Linked DNA regions of Mus musculus: region 1 is linked to region 2. Evidence: chromatin contacts called from public HiChIP or PLAC-seq data. All regions are on one chromosome and are shown on one strand. Each heading gives the region's core, a stretch centred on a gene start, on an enhancer-like site or on the middle of the called end of the contact. The rest is flanking DNA. Distances are from core to core; before and after follow the strand shown.

Region 1 (6,071 bases), core at 1,080-3,579, 2.8 Mb after region 2:
AAAGATTTTAAGAGCCTGAAGAACAGAAAGTTTTCTGTGAGACTGTGTCTCTAGGAATGTCAAGGAAGCTACACCCATGATGTCTCATCAACATGGCTGCCTAAACAAGACTTGAACAAGGCATCAATAGACATGAAAGGGGGGGGCTCTAATGGGGGATCAACCCTAGACTAAAAAGTACAGCAACTAATGAATGCTGACAGCAGGCAACACAGTCTTCCCCATGGAAGGATCCCCAAATCAGTTATCTAATACCAAGTAACTGTATGTATATATGTATGTACACATACATACACACACACAAGTAACTTTATTTGGACAAGCAAGTTGTATTTTTGTATTTAGGATTATGTGTATATATGTGTGTGTGTATATATATACATATATATGTATATATATGAATATATATATATATGTTATAAATCACATAAGTAAATATGATTTCCAAGCACACAAGGACTAGAAATTAATTCACAATGAAATACACAATAAGTTGGAGGTGTTTCTGGTGGTGCTCACCTGTGCTGCAGTGCAGATTTACCATGGTCTCGGATCTAATCACCTATCATATACACACTTTGTACTGTGCATACCGTTAAGCCAGGTAGCACCAACAAACCCTGCCTGAAACACCTTGCCTCAGATCCAAGATTACCACGCCTTGTGAACTGAAGTTCCTTCTGGGAACATACAAAGTGGTTTTGCTCTTAAATGGCTTAACTACGGAAAACAAAAGCATAGTATTTCCCCATCATTATTCTTCAGCACGTAAGGATTCAATCACTAGACCTTTGAGTTGTATTGTGCTAAAACGTTTGGTTTTGGTTTGAAGTGCTGCTCAAGGCCTGCTGGCACGGATCAGCAAGTGAAGATGCTGGGCACACAAGCCTGACAACCTCTGTTTGAGTCCCCAGAACCCATGTACAGGAAGAAGGAGAGAACCCTCTCCACAAAGTTGTTCCCGGACCTTCACATGTATGCCATGGTGTGCTCCCCCCCCGCCCCGCCCCCGCTGTAGTAAAAAATAAAGTGCTGTTTGAGTTGCTGAGTTTCATTTTTAAAAGTTGTTAAATGAATATGGCTTGGGATTAGGACTGTATCTCCAACAGTTTCTGAAATGGTACTTGTCAAGCTCAAAAGGAGACAAACAGCTAACCATAGTAGTCGCAATTCTGCCACTCTGTACTACATATTAATACAAAGTAGCATTCTCAGCACTATTATCAAATGAAAATATTGATCAACTCTGAAAAAGGCTCAAAATGCTCTATATCCTGCTGCATTGGTCAGCCAAGAGCTCATTCTTTATAAGCAGGCACATCCATGTCATTTGTAAGCATGCAAATTTGTTTACATCTTTAATGAAAATATGTAAGTATACCAAAGATATATATATATATGTGTGTGTGTGTTATATATTATATATGCCTATATACCCAGGGTTGTATAAAACTTTCTCAGCAGAATGAAGTCACACGTGGAAGTTTCAAGCAGCCCATTCTAGAGAAACCTCCGTATCTGCCTTGACTAGTTGCCTCAGTAGTTTGTGATGGTCTCCAACTCTCCTCCGTTCCTGCTAGACAGCTAAGCACAATGTATGCAGAACCAGCTAACTCCTTAGTAGTTTGCAGTCCAGGAGACCCAGAACAGGGACAGTGGTCTCCACATGCCATGCACACGCCTGGATCCCCCTCATACATGAGAGCACACAGCATGTGGAAAGGGTTAACAACTTAGGCTGAAGTCACATAAAGCAGGGACCACATCTCAATAGTTATCTCGTCATTTCCAGAGACAAGATGCAGAACAAACACTTGCTGAGTTCCTGGCGTCTTCATACGTAAAATAAACGATGATGAATGGCTTGGGGAGTTTAACACGTGATTTTAAAACTGGCATCTATTTCTAGGGAAGGAGAAATTGGGGCAATTAGACCTAGATGTGCGCATTCCTTTAATTACACAGCAATCTTGTCGCTACAGGTATCATGGTAGTGGCACACTCCACCTTCCCCGAATAACGTGACTGGTAGTTCCCAGAATGGAAACAAATCCGCTTCTGACACGAAGACTGGTTCCCTCCTTCCCGCGTCCCCCGGGTTATTTAATGGTACCTTCCCATGCAGGAAAATAATTTTGTCCCGCGCAGACTCCCTGAGCACTTTTTGTACTCTAAAGCCGGAGAACGGTAAGCGGACAGGGGCAGAGGTGCCATTGCCAACGCCTGCTTCCTTCTCCTCTGTGCTGGGGGTTTCTGCCTCCTCTGCCTCCTGTTCGCGCTTTCTCTTGAGTTGAGGCGCTGTATCCGCCATGCTGCCTGGGAAGAACCGTACCCGCCTGCACGAAGAAGCCTCCGCCCACGCCCCTTGCGGTCCTTCCTCACAGTCTGTGAGGGACTGGACTTCAACTCCCGGCATGCTCCGCGCAGGCACGTCCGCTACTCCATTTCCCGGCATGCTTCGAGTTGTAGTCCGCTTCTGCAGTTTTTGCACCTGTTTGGGTGAGGGCCTTCCAATGACTTTTGCCTAGAAGGCGATGAGGAAGGGAAAGGAAACCAGCGAGGTCCTAACGAGGTGGAGTAGAGGTGTGTGACAATAAAGAGGCCCACCTTAGCCCAGCTCCTGGGATGGGAAACCGAAAACACTTTTGGGTGCTGTATGATGATGGATACAGAGTGTTAAATAATGACGTTTTACATTAAGGTCCCAACTCACGAGTGGGCGTGCAAGGAATGTTTTATTTTGTTTTAAATAAATCGACAAGGCATTTTGTTTCTTGGTTTTTGTTGTTTTGAGACAGGGTATCTGTATGGACTAGGCTGGATCCACTTGCCTCTGACTCCAGTGTAGAGATTAAAGGCGTACGCCACTACCTTCGGGGCTTGGTTGTTGTTTTTAAAAAGTGAGTACGTAAACTATTGTTCATTTTCTCCTACTTTCGTTATTTTACATCAATTGTTTTCCCTTTATGTGTAGACTTAGCCTTTTGGGTTTTTTATTTGTTTGTAGATAAGAAAAAGTAAGCTGACAAGACGGATTATACATGTCTTTCCATAACTTCCTAAATCCACTTTGCCTGTAGTTCTTCCCTATTACCCAGAGAAGTAGTTTGTATTCTTTTATTGTAAAGGAATAGTAATAAAACTCAGCGTTTTTAGATTTTGTAGGTGACTGGTGTGGCCATTCGTACAGGCTAGCCCTTTTCCCACTCCCTTTCAGTTGGCAACTCCAAATATTGTCAAGTGTAAGAACCCCAATGCTGGGCCTCCGCTCAAGTCCCGGGATGAGCTGGCCAACACCCCAACATCTCGAGAGAAAACCACACCTGATGCAAACTGCAAGAGGTTTTATTATCAGCTAGCTGAGGACAAAGTCCCTCCGCCTGCTGCCTGCCCTGCAGGGCAGGGGAGTTCGACCCTGAGCAGTGACAGTAGGGGGCTTTTAACAGGTAGCTGAGGAGTTGGGAGGAATTGGGAGGAGAGTTGGGAGGAGTTGGGAAGAGTTCTTCTCTTCCCGGTGTCCTTGGTGAAATTTACAAGGCAGGAGTGGGGAGTGAGTTCTTTCTGAATTTTTATCTCCGTGTCCTCAGCACAGGAAGGCAGGCATCTCCGGTTGTACAGTATAGAAACAAAAAGGCTTTTTTCTGGCTATAGAGAACAAAGAGCTTCTTTCTAGCTGGATTTTTAAAGATCAGGGAAAACAAGCTTAGGGAATATCCAGGGGCTTTACCTTCCAGGGAGAAATGCTCTAAATCAGGGTCTCACACAAGAACTAGTCTAACAAACATTATTCTTGTAAGTGGCAATGAGCTTTAATTTTTCAGACGAATGTAATGGATATGGCACAATTTTTTTTCAGTTCTTAATATGAACAAGATGCAACTTTCTGTCCATGTTTTAGTTAGTAACTAAGTACACCATGTTTTAATAATAGACTGCGTTTTGGATAGGAACATGAGTTGAGTATGACTGTTAAGTACAGGAACGTATTGGGGTAGCTGGAAGTTGGTATAATTATTTGCAAGTTGTCATTTGTCAACAAGCCTGAGGTTATCAATTATATACAAGACCAGAAAGAGATGTCCCCAAAGCCAATGGCAGTGACAAAACCTACTCTGTTCTTATGAACATTTCTGAGCGTTTTTCCAACTCAGAAAAATGAAAGAGAAAGGCTGCGCGAGACAAAATGTGTTTAATCCCAGCACTCTACAGGCAGAGACAGACAGATTTCGGAGTTCCTGCTAGAGCTACACATAAGGCCTTGTTTCATGAAACATTAGGTTGGATATTTGTAGCCAAATGAGGAAGGAAACTGTAAGTTCCAAATTGTAGGTATGTAATGTCAAAAACTAAAGTTAGCACTTTAGTAATAGATCCAGCTTGCTTGCTTGCTTGCTTGCTTGCTTGCTTGCTTGCCTGCTTGCTCACTTTCTCTTTCTGTCGACGAGGTCTCACTAGTAGCCCTGACCTACCCTGGGCTGGAATTCGATATGTGTATTAGGCTGGCCTTGAACTCAGAGATCTTCCAGCCTCTGCTCCTGAATTCTATACCCAGCTCCAACCTACTTTAAAATAATTTTATCCTTATTAAACTTCGAATGATAGTTTTGTATGAATTCAAGAAGAGTGATTAGTTATATCGACTTCTTTCATTCCACATCTACTTTGCCAGAATCCTTGGTGAGGGATTTCGTGTTAGATGTGTGTGCACACGTGTTCAGTGGGCATTGAACCTTGCAGTGAAGCATGTGCTCTGCCACAGAAGTACACCCCAAGTCCTTGAGTAGGCTTCCAACTTCTGGAGACAGAAACCAAGTCAAGTGCTCATCAAACTTCACCAGTCTTGCCTAGGTGGAGTCCTGTCTTGGCACCCCTGGTCCTTGCACGGTCTTTATGCACTGTGATCTTACATGCTACCATCAGCCAGCTGGAGTAGATACCATAGATAAAGGGGCTTTTAAAGTGCTGATTTGGGGCTCCTATTGTATCCTGCTGTTTGAGCAGCAAGCAGTAACAGTGTCCTTTAGTGAATTTAGCTTTTCTTAGATTGCTTCTCCTAAACAAGCATAGAATGAATGGTATACTCAGAAATAAACCTACTATTTCTTACATTATTTCAGAGACAATTCTAAATCTGAAACAATTATAAATCTGGGGAGTTGGTGTTTGTGTTTTGGCTCTTTGAGACAGGCTAGCTTCAAACTAAACCCAACAGGAGGAAAGACATACACTAGAATATTGGAGTATTCATTCATTTATTTATTCACTGTGTGTGTGCAGGTGTGAAAAAATCATGATAAAACGTCCTTTTACAAAGGGGACAAAAACTATTTGTAAGAAAAATGATTTTGTACATGATATAAAACATTATCAATTCAACTTATAAAGATGAGCTCTGCCACCCATTTCTTTTAAATTGTTTTTACTAATATCCAGTCAATACCAGATTTTATTTATATATACTCAAGCCAAAGGGAAAAGCAAGCTGTGCCATCCAAGAAGGGGGAATAAGAAAGAAGTTATCCCACATTATTGCTCACAGACCATTGATTACATACCAGGGCCTAAGAACCTCTGTGTGTCTCCACTAGACAGAAAGTTGAAGGAACACATTTGTTTTTAAAGATTTATTTATTGTTAGATGTAAGCACACTGTAGCTGTCTCCAGAAGTGCCAGAAGAGGATGTCAGATCTCGTTACAGGTGGTTGTGAGCCACCATGTGGTTTCTGGGATTTGAACTCAGGACCTTTGGAAGCAGTCAGTGCTCTTAACCGCTGAGCCACCTTACCCGCCCCAAAGGAGCACATTGATAAGACAATACAGGGGAAAAGGCTGCCCAACAGGTTCCCCAAAAGTCAAGCCAGAGTTTATAAATAATTCAAACAAGCCAAACTTCTGGGCATGGTGGCATGAGCCTGTAATTCCAGCACATTGGGAGGCAGAGGCAGGAGAATCATGAACAAAATCCAGACCACACATGCACGTTCTCTCTCTCTCTCTCTCTCTCTCTCTCTCTCTCTCTCTCTCTCTCATAGGCATTTTTAAAAGATTTCTTAACTTTGCTTTAAATTTG
Region 2 (5,769 bases), core at 387-2,886:
CTCATGCCTCTAATCCCAGCACTCCAGAGGTGGGCAGGTGTCTATGAAGTCAATCTGGTCTACATAGTGAGTTCTAGGCTAGCCAGGTCTGAATAGTGATAACCTGTGTCTCAAATAACAAAGGAGGTGGAGAGAGACTATTGCTAAGCAAAGGCATGGATCCCAGGAAGGTGGTATACCTTACAGGGTTAGTGTTTGGTAATAAGCTCTGGATTTGAAGCCAGGGGCTGGCAAGGACTGTGAAGATTAGAACCTCCCTTTAGAGCTCAGACATCCGTGTACTTTAGTTCCCTCTAGAAAGCAAGAAAACGTAGTTCTGCCCCACAGGTTAACTCCCAGGACCCCGTTCCAGCTCAACACCCCGGTTCTGTAAATATTAGCTGCTGTCCCCTGCTTCTCCGCAGGGATTCCCATGCTCGGTGGCCCAGGCAGCTTGCTTAGGAGAAAGAATAGCTACACTTTGGAGTCAGATACTGTGGAGACTCTCCCGTTGTAATCTCAGTTACTCACCCTCTCAGAGCTGCCATTTCTGTGCTGTGGGACAGGCTTGCTAGTCTCCGTTTAACTGAGAAGAGTCACAGTGAGCATTTGCATTCCCACTGTTTGCCTGGTGTTTGAAAGGTTCCCCTCGATAGCGCCCCGGGATCTTGGTATGGATGCTGGGCAGGCTAGAGTCTCCACTGCCTTTTGGGAATAGCCCATGAAATTTCGAGAAGCCAACACTGAACACTGCTCCACAGTCCCAGGCTAGAAACCCCCCTCCTAGTGGCCTGCCCTTGCGTTTAAAGGAGGCCCTGGCAGAATCAGGTGCTACAGAGCAGATCTCCAAGGAGAGCCACCATCAGGAAAATGCTATAGCTTGTCTTCCTCCACCTTTTATCTTTAACCCTTCTTTTGAACAATTGCAGAAATGTTTTCAAAAGAAGGAAAGCATACAGGTAGTGACCAATTCTGAGAAGACTGGTACCGCAAAGCAGTTAGATTAGAAAGCAGCTGGGGCAGAGAGTCTACAGTCCAGGGGGTCGCCCTACCCGACCATCTCTGCCCCCACCTGAAGCTGTTTCTGGGAGCAAGGTTCTCTCTATCTCCTCCCAAGGCCTGGCCAAGCAAGCCAAAGATGGAAGGTTTCAGTCCCGCAGGTATCCTGGTCTGGTTCTGGGAGCAGGGCGTTTATGGTCCTGGGGAGGCTGGACTCCTCATCTTGGGGAGGCCGGCAGCTAAGGCCAGCTTCAGTTTGTTGAACTTTGGACCACCGGATCTTGTTCCCATCCTGTCTCAACCCGACAGGCTCCGGTAGGGGAAAGCCTTCTTTTAGAACCACAGGACACCTAGTGAGGGTCCGGTTTGGGGAGTCGCTGGGCTGGGGGAGGGACGCGAGAGAAAGGAGACAACTTACTTGTAGCGCAGAGAGCTTCTCCGAACCCTTGGGGCTAACTTCTGGAGATCCTTCCAAGGCGGTGCAGGTGGCTCTCAGGGCTCTCCAGGGGATTCCCTAGCCTCAGGCATTGCCTACGGACGGGCAGACGCCCCGAGCCACTCTGGTGTCGCAGGTCCAGCTAGCAGAGGCGTCTAAACCTCCCGCCCCTTCACCGGTCTGCCTCGCCCTTCTATCTAGAGAGAACAGCGGGAGGCTCTCTGCTGTCCCTCTCCTCTCCGCCCTCCTCTCTTCTCCCTCCCCATCTCCTCCCGTCCCCCCGCCCCCCCTCCCGGGTTCTCCTCCCTCTGTCCCCCTACAATTGAATCTCTGGATAGAACGCGATTTAAAGGGCCACAGGCAAAGGAGAACCACAAAGAAAGGCAGCAATGGGAGAAATGCTTGCACAATGGGGTATATGGTGGAGATGGGTGGGGGCTGTTGGTATCGGGGGTCACAGTCACTTGGAAGGAGTCCGGTGCCGGACGCAGGGCCAGAGAGAGCGGGCAGCCTCCTCCCTACTCTCCTGCCCACTACTCCCCCTTCGCCACCTCCCTCCAAGACCTCCTTGTTGATGCTCCTGTGCTTCTGGCCACGCTTAAGCGAGGGTCAGAGACCTGCGCCACCAGATGTGTGTGAGAGCTTCCCGTGAATATGTGGGAAAGCTCACGTGTACATGTGTGTGTGTGATCGCCCGCGTGTGTAAGCGCCCCCGCACGTGTGTGAGCGCCCGCGTGCCTGTGTTTAGAGGGTGCGGAGGAGCAGACAGAAGAAACTCTTAGGGCAGAAAATTCAGGCTCAGAGCCTTGCAAGGGGAGGGGGGAACACCTGCTCAGTCATTCTGGGCACTTTGAGGGGGCTGTTGTCCGAACTTCCCTGCCTATCAAGAAGCCAGATGCAGCAGGTGGGGGACATTCCCCTGGAAGTCCGGAGTCACAGTCTAGGGGGGGACCTTAAGCTGTTACTGGGTCTGGCTCTTGAGACTGGGACCTGATTATAACTGAAGGGGAAAGTCTAGAGAAGGGAGAAGGGAAGTGGGTCTTTTGTTGGAGCATTCTGCTTAGGGTAGTCTATAGGTGAGTGGGAATGGCTATTCATTGAAATGGATATGGCCTTCCCTTGAAAGGCAAGTGAGACCTGAACCATCTTCAGGTAAGGGGGCTGGCCTTTCCTCCCACTCTCTACTTTCTTCTCTGTTCCCAAAAGTTCTTCTTGTAAAATATTAAAACTATAATGTCATTTCTGTTGCAACGTCCTATGTACATGTGTTGAAGGAAAAAGCTTTTCAATGATGGCATTAAAAGGCCCCCGGCCCCCGAACCCCCGTGTTTCCTCAAGGTTCCACCCACCTTCCAGTCCGTTGTACATTATTCTGTTTCTACTTCTCTGCATAGATCTCTTGAATGTATTTCATTTTCTGTGTGACAGCCTCCATGTACAGACCACATTGGCTGCTGCTCTGGGGGTCTGAATATCCTTCCTTCTGGGAATCCACTGTTAGTCTCTACCCCAGCCTAGGTCTTTCTCATTGCAGGCACAAACCCCACTCTCCCTCTTTTGTGGACTGTTCTTGGCTTTGAGCATAGAGGACTCTATTCTTCAATGAACCGTAGGAAAGACAGGAATGTCACTCACTGCACAGGGAGGGCTGCTGTCTGGGAGAGCCAGCACGTGGCTGTCTGCTGGTGCCTTCACTAGTCCCAACCTTAACATCTCTCTGTCTGTTACACAGTTTTTGGGGTTCAGCACCCAAAGGAGAGGGTTTATTCGGCTTCTGCCTCCACATTCACAGTCCATCACTGAAGGAAGTCAGGACAGGAGCTCAACATGACCAGAACCTGGACTCAGAAGCTGATGCAGAGGACATGAAAGGTGGTGCTTACCGGCTTGCTCATCATGGCTTGCTCAGTCTGACTTAATATAGAATCCAGGGGTGGGACTACCCACAGTGGGTTGGGCCCTCTGCCATCAGTCACTAACTAAGAAGATGCCCTACGGCCAGAGCTTAGGGAGTCATTCTCAAAGTTGAGGTCTCCTCCTTTCTGAAGACATTAATTAGCTTGTGTAAAGTTGCCATGAAACTAGCCAGCACAGCCATTAGGTGTTGGTTTAACGCTCAGTAGGGGGTCTTTAATTCTTTGGTTTCCTGGTTGTCAGGAGTAGCTGGGCTGTGTTGCTCTGAGAGCCAGCTATGCCCAACATGAAGCTTTTTGCTGAGTCTTGGCTTCGTGTTCCACCGTGTAGCAGCAGTGGCCTTTGGATTGCTACAGAGAGCATGGTGCTCTGTCTGCCTCGTGGTGGAACAAAGTAGAGCAGGAAGGTTCTGCTTCGACAGCATTCTCTCAAGGGTTGGGACCTTGAACCAGAGGCAGAACAATCGACGTCCAGTTTTTAGCCTAGGCCTGGATAATGAGAGGTAGTGGGTGGGATTTTTAGTCTCCACTGTTGTTCAGAAATGTAGGGTGGTCTGGGAGTTTCCAGCCCAAGTCTGCGAGAGAGCACAAATGGCATCTAAGGATAAATGACAAGACTGCTGGATGGCTTAGAACTACTTAGAACTACTTAGAGAGCCTGAAAGGTGCTAAGTGTGTCTTTCATTGTCTGGAAATTAATGAGGGCTACAGAAGGTAGCCGGCTGCTGTGGGTTATCACTGTTAATTAGCATGCAGACACACCTCCTCTGTCCTCTCTCATTTGCTTCTCTTTCTTTCTTTCATGAGCAGGGACTGAATTCCTAGTTAAAAAGTTTCTCTTTAGAATATGACACTTACAGGAAATTATTTTTTCACCTATTTATAGAAATTCCATTTGCATTTATGAGGCTAGTAATGTCTCATAAATATTTCCTGCCAGATAAAATATTAATTAAAAGAATTTGTTGAGTTATACTCTCAAGTCCTAACTAAATCTCTTTTAAGACAAATATTTTAAGTACTGTTTTCTTATGCTAGGAGGATCTCTCATCCATTCCCGTGTTTGTTAATAAGCCCTCCAGGAACAGTAGATATCAATCAATGAGGTTTTCCACGATATCTAATTAATAGTCAGCTGGCAACAATGCAACTTAAAAAAAATACTAAAAAATAGGCGTTGCTGATACAACTGCAGCTACTTACAGTAGTATCTCGTTTACCCTCAAGAATTAGCAACCTGAATTTTTTTCTGTTCTTATGGTTTCTTTATACTAAAATTGCACGCGCGCGCGTGTGCACACACACACAGTGTTCCAATCAGTGAACACTGGCCATGCACACAGCAGTCCCTCCTCACTCACTGTTAGACTTTCTCTAGTTTCAGTTCCCAGGAGGCAGCAGCCGTGGTTGGAATAAGCCAAGTGGGACATTTCAGAAATACTCAATTTATAAGTTTTAAATTGCATGTGATTCTGAGTAGCATAATAAAATGTCACACATCTTGTCCTGCCCTATCAAGGCACAGTGTGTCCACACTGTGTGAGAGACGGACTCACCTGGCATGTACTTGGCAACCAATGCTAATGTCAACCTGTCCCTACCTTATTTAATGATAGCTCCGAGGCAACACTGTAGCAATATAGGCTGCACAGACCCCACAGCCGTAGATTGATTCCTTTCAAGGAAACCGTAAAAGTTCCCAACTTTAGAAGAAAGAACTCTCATTAGCCCAAGGTTGCTACAGTTTCAAGAGTAAAAACAAAACTTCTGTCTGTGGAATTTCAAAGAAGAGGAGAGAAGTCTGCGCTAGCTTTCTTGTGGCATAAAGTGTACTGGTCACGGTGAGGAGACATCCCGTTGTGGTGGATCGGGACACTGTGTACTTGGCTTGGATGGAGAGGCCATGCATTTGTGCGTTTATGTGTAGGGAAAGTGGTAAGTGTTCAGTTATTCACTGGGGGCTGGGTGGGGCAGTGGTTAAGGGCAATCGTTGAGGCATTTCACACTCACCTGCAATGCGTGAGACACTTTGGTAGGTTCCTAAGAGAGGGTAAGAAGCATAATGGGAGCCTTGGATCAAAAACACCGCCTATAAAATTGGGAAGGTCAGCAGGTATCCAGGGAAAGTCAAATTCGCAACGTGGGTTTGAATTCCTCTTGGAGAGTTGGGTGATGGTGTGTAACTGCTAAGAATGCTAATGAAGTCCAGAGAGAGCAATCCAGCAACCAGCTGGGGCTGACTTCTGACTGCTGGCCTATGAAGAGTCTGGAACGGGGATTTTCACAGAAGAGAGTGCACGTGTGAACCAGATATGGCCAGGTGAGCTCCCTGGCGTCCAGGACTAGAAGTGTGTGGTGGCGGGAGGGAGGTGCTACAGGGATTTGGAGAGAGGACTGAAGGTAGAAGATTGTAATGATCTGACTGCCTACTATGCTCTACTC

What was found. HiChIP or PLAC-seq counts read pairs in DNA pulled down with a chosen protein or histone mark.
Region 1: a contact with region 2 is called in an H3K4me3 HiChIP or PLAC-seq map of embryonic stem cells, with 21 times the contacts expected there. The contact joins the promoter of Dcps here to the promoter of Kcnj5 in region 2. A contact is called at or near these places in 1 of 39 promoter capture datasets (embryonic stem cells), 1 of 484 Hi-C or Micro-C datasets (B cells) and 1 of 115 datasets of contacts at active chromatin or transcription factors (embryonic stem cells).

What each region holds. Positions count from the first base shown.
Region 1 is chr9:35,173,658-35,179,728 of GRCm38.p6, forward strand. It overlaps Dcps (decapping enzyme, scavenger), which reads right to left and starts at 2,330. Exons shown (of 6, transcript NM_027030.2): 1 at 2,114-2,330. The coding sequence starts at 2,311.
Region 2 is chr9:32,342,708-32,348,476 of GRCm38.p6, forward strand. Kcnj5 (potassium inwardly-rectifying channel, subfamily J, member 5) reads right to left here and starts at 1,637. Exons shown (of 4, transcript NM_010605.5): 1 at 1,397-1,637. Gm39317 (a long non-coding RNA gene) reads left to right here and starts at 4,766. Exons shown (of 5, transcript XR_870611.2): 1 at 4,766-5,647.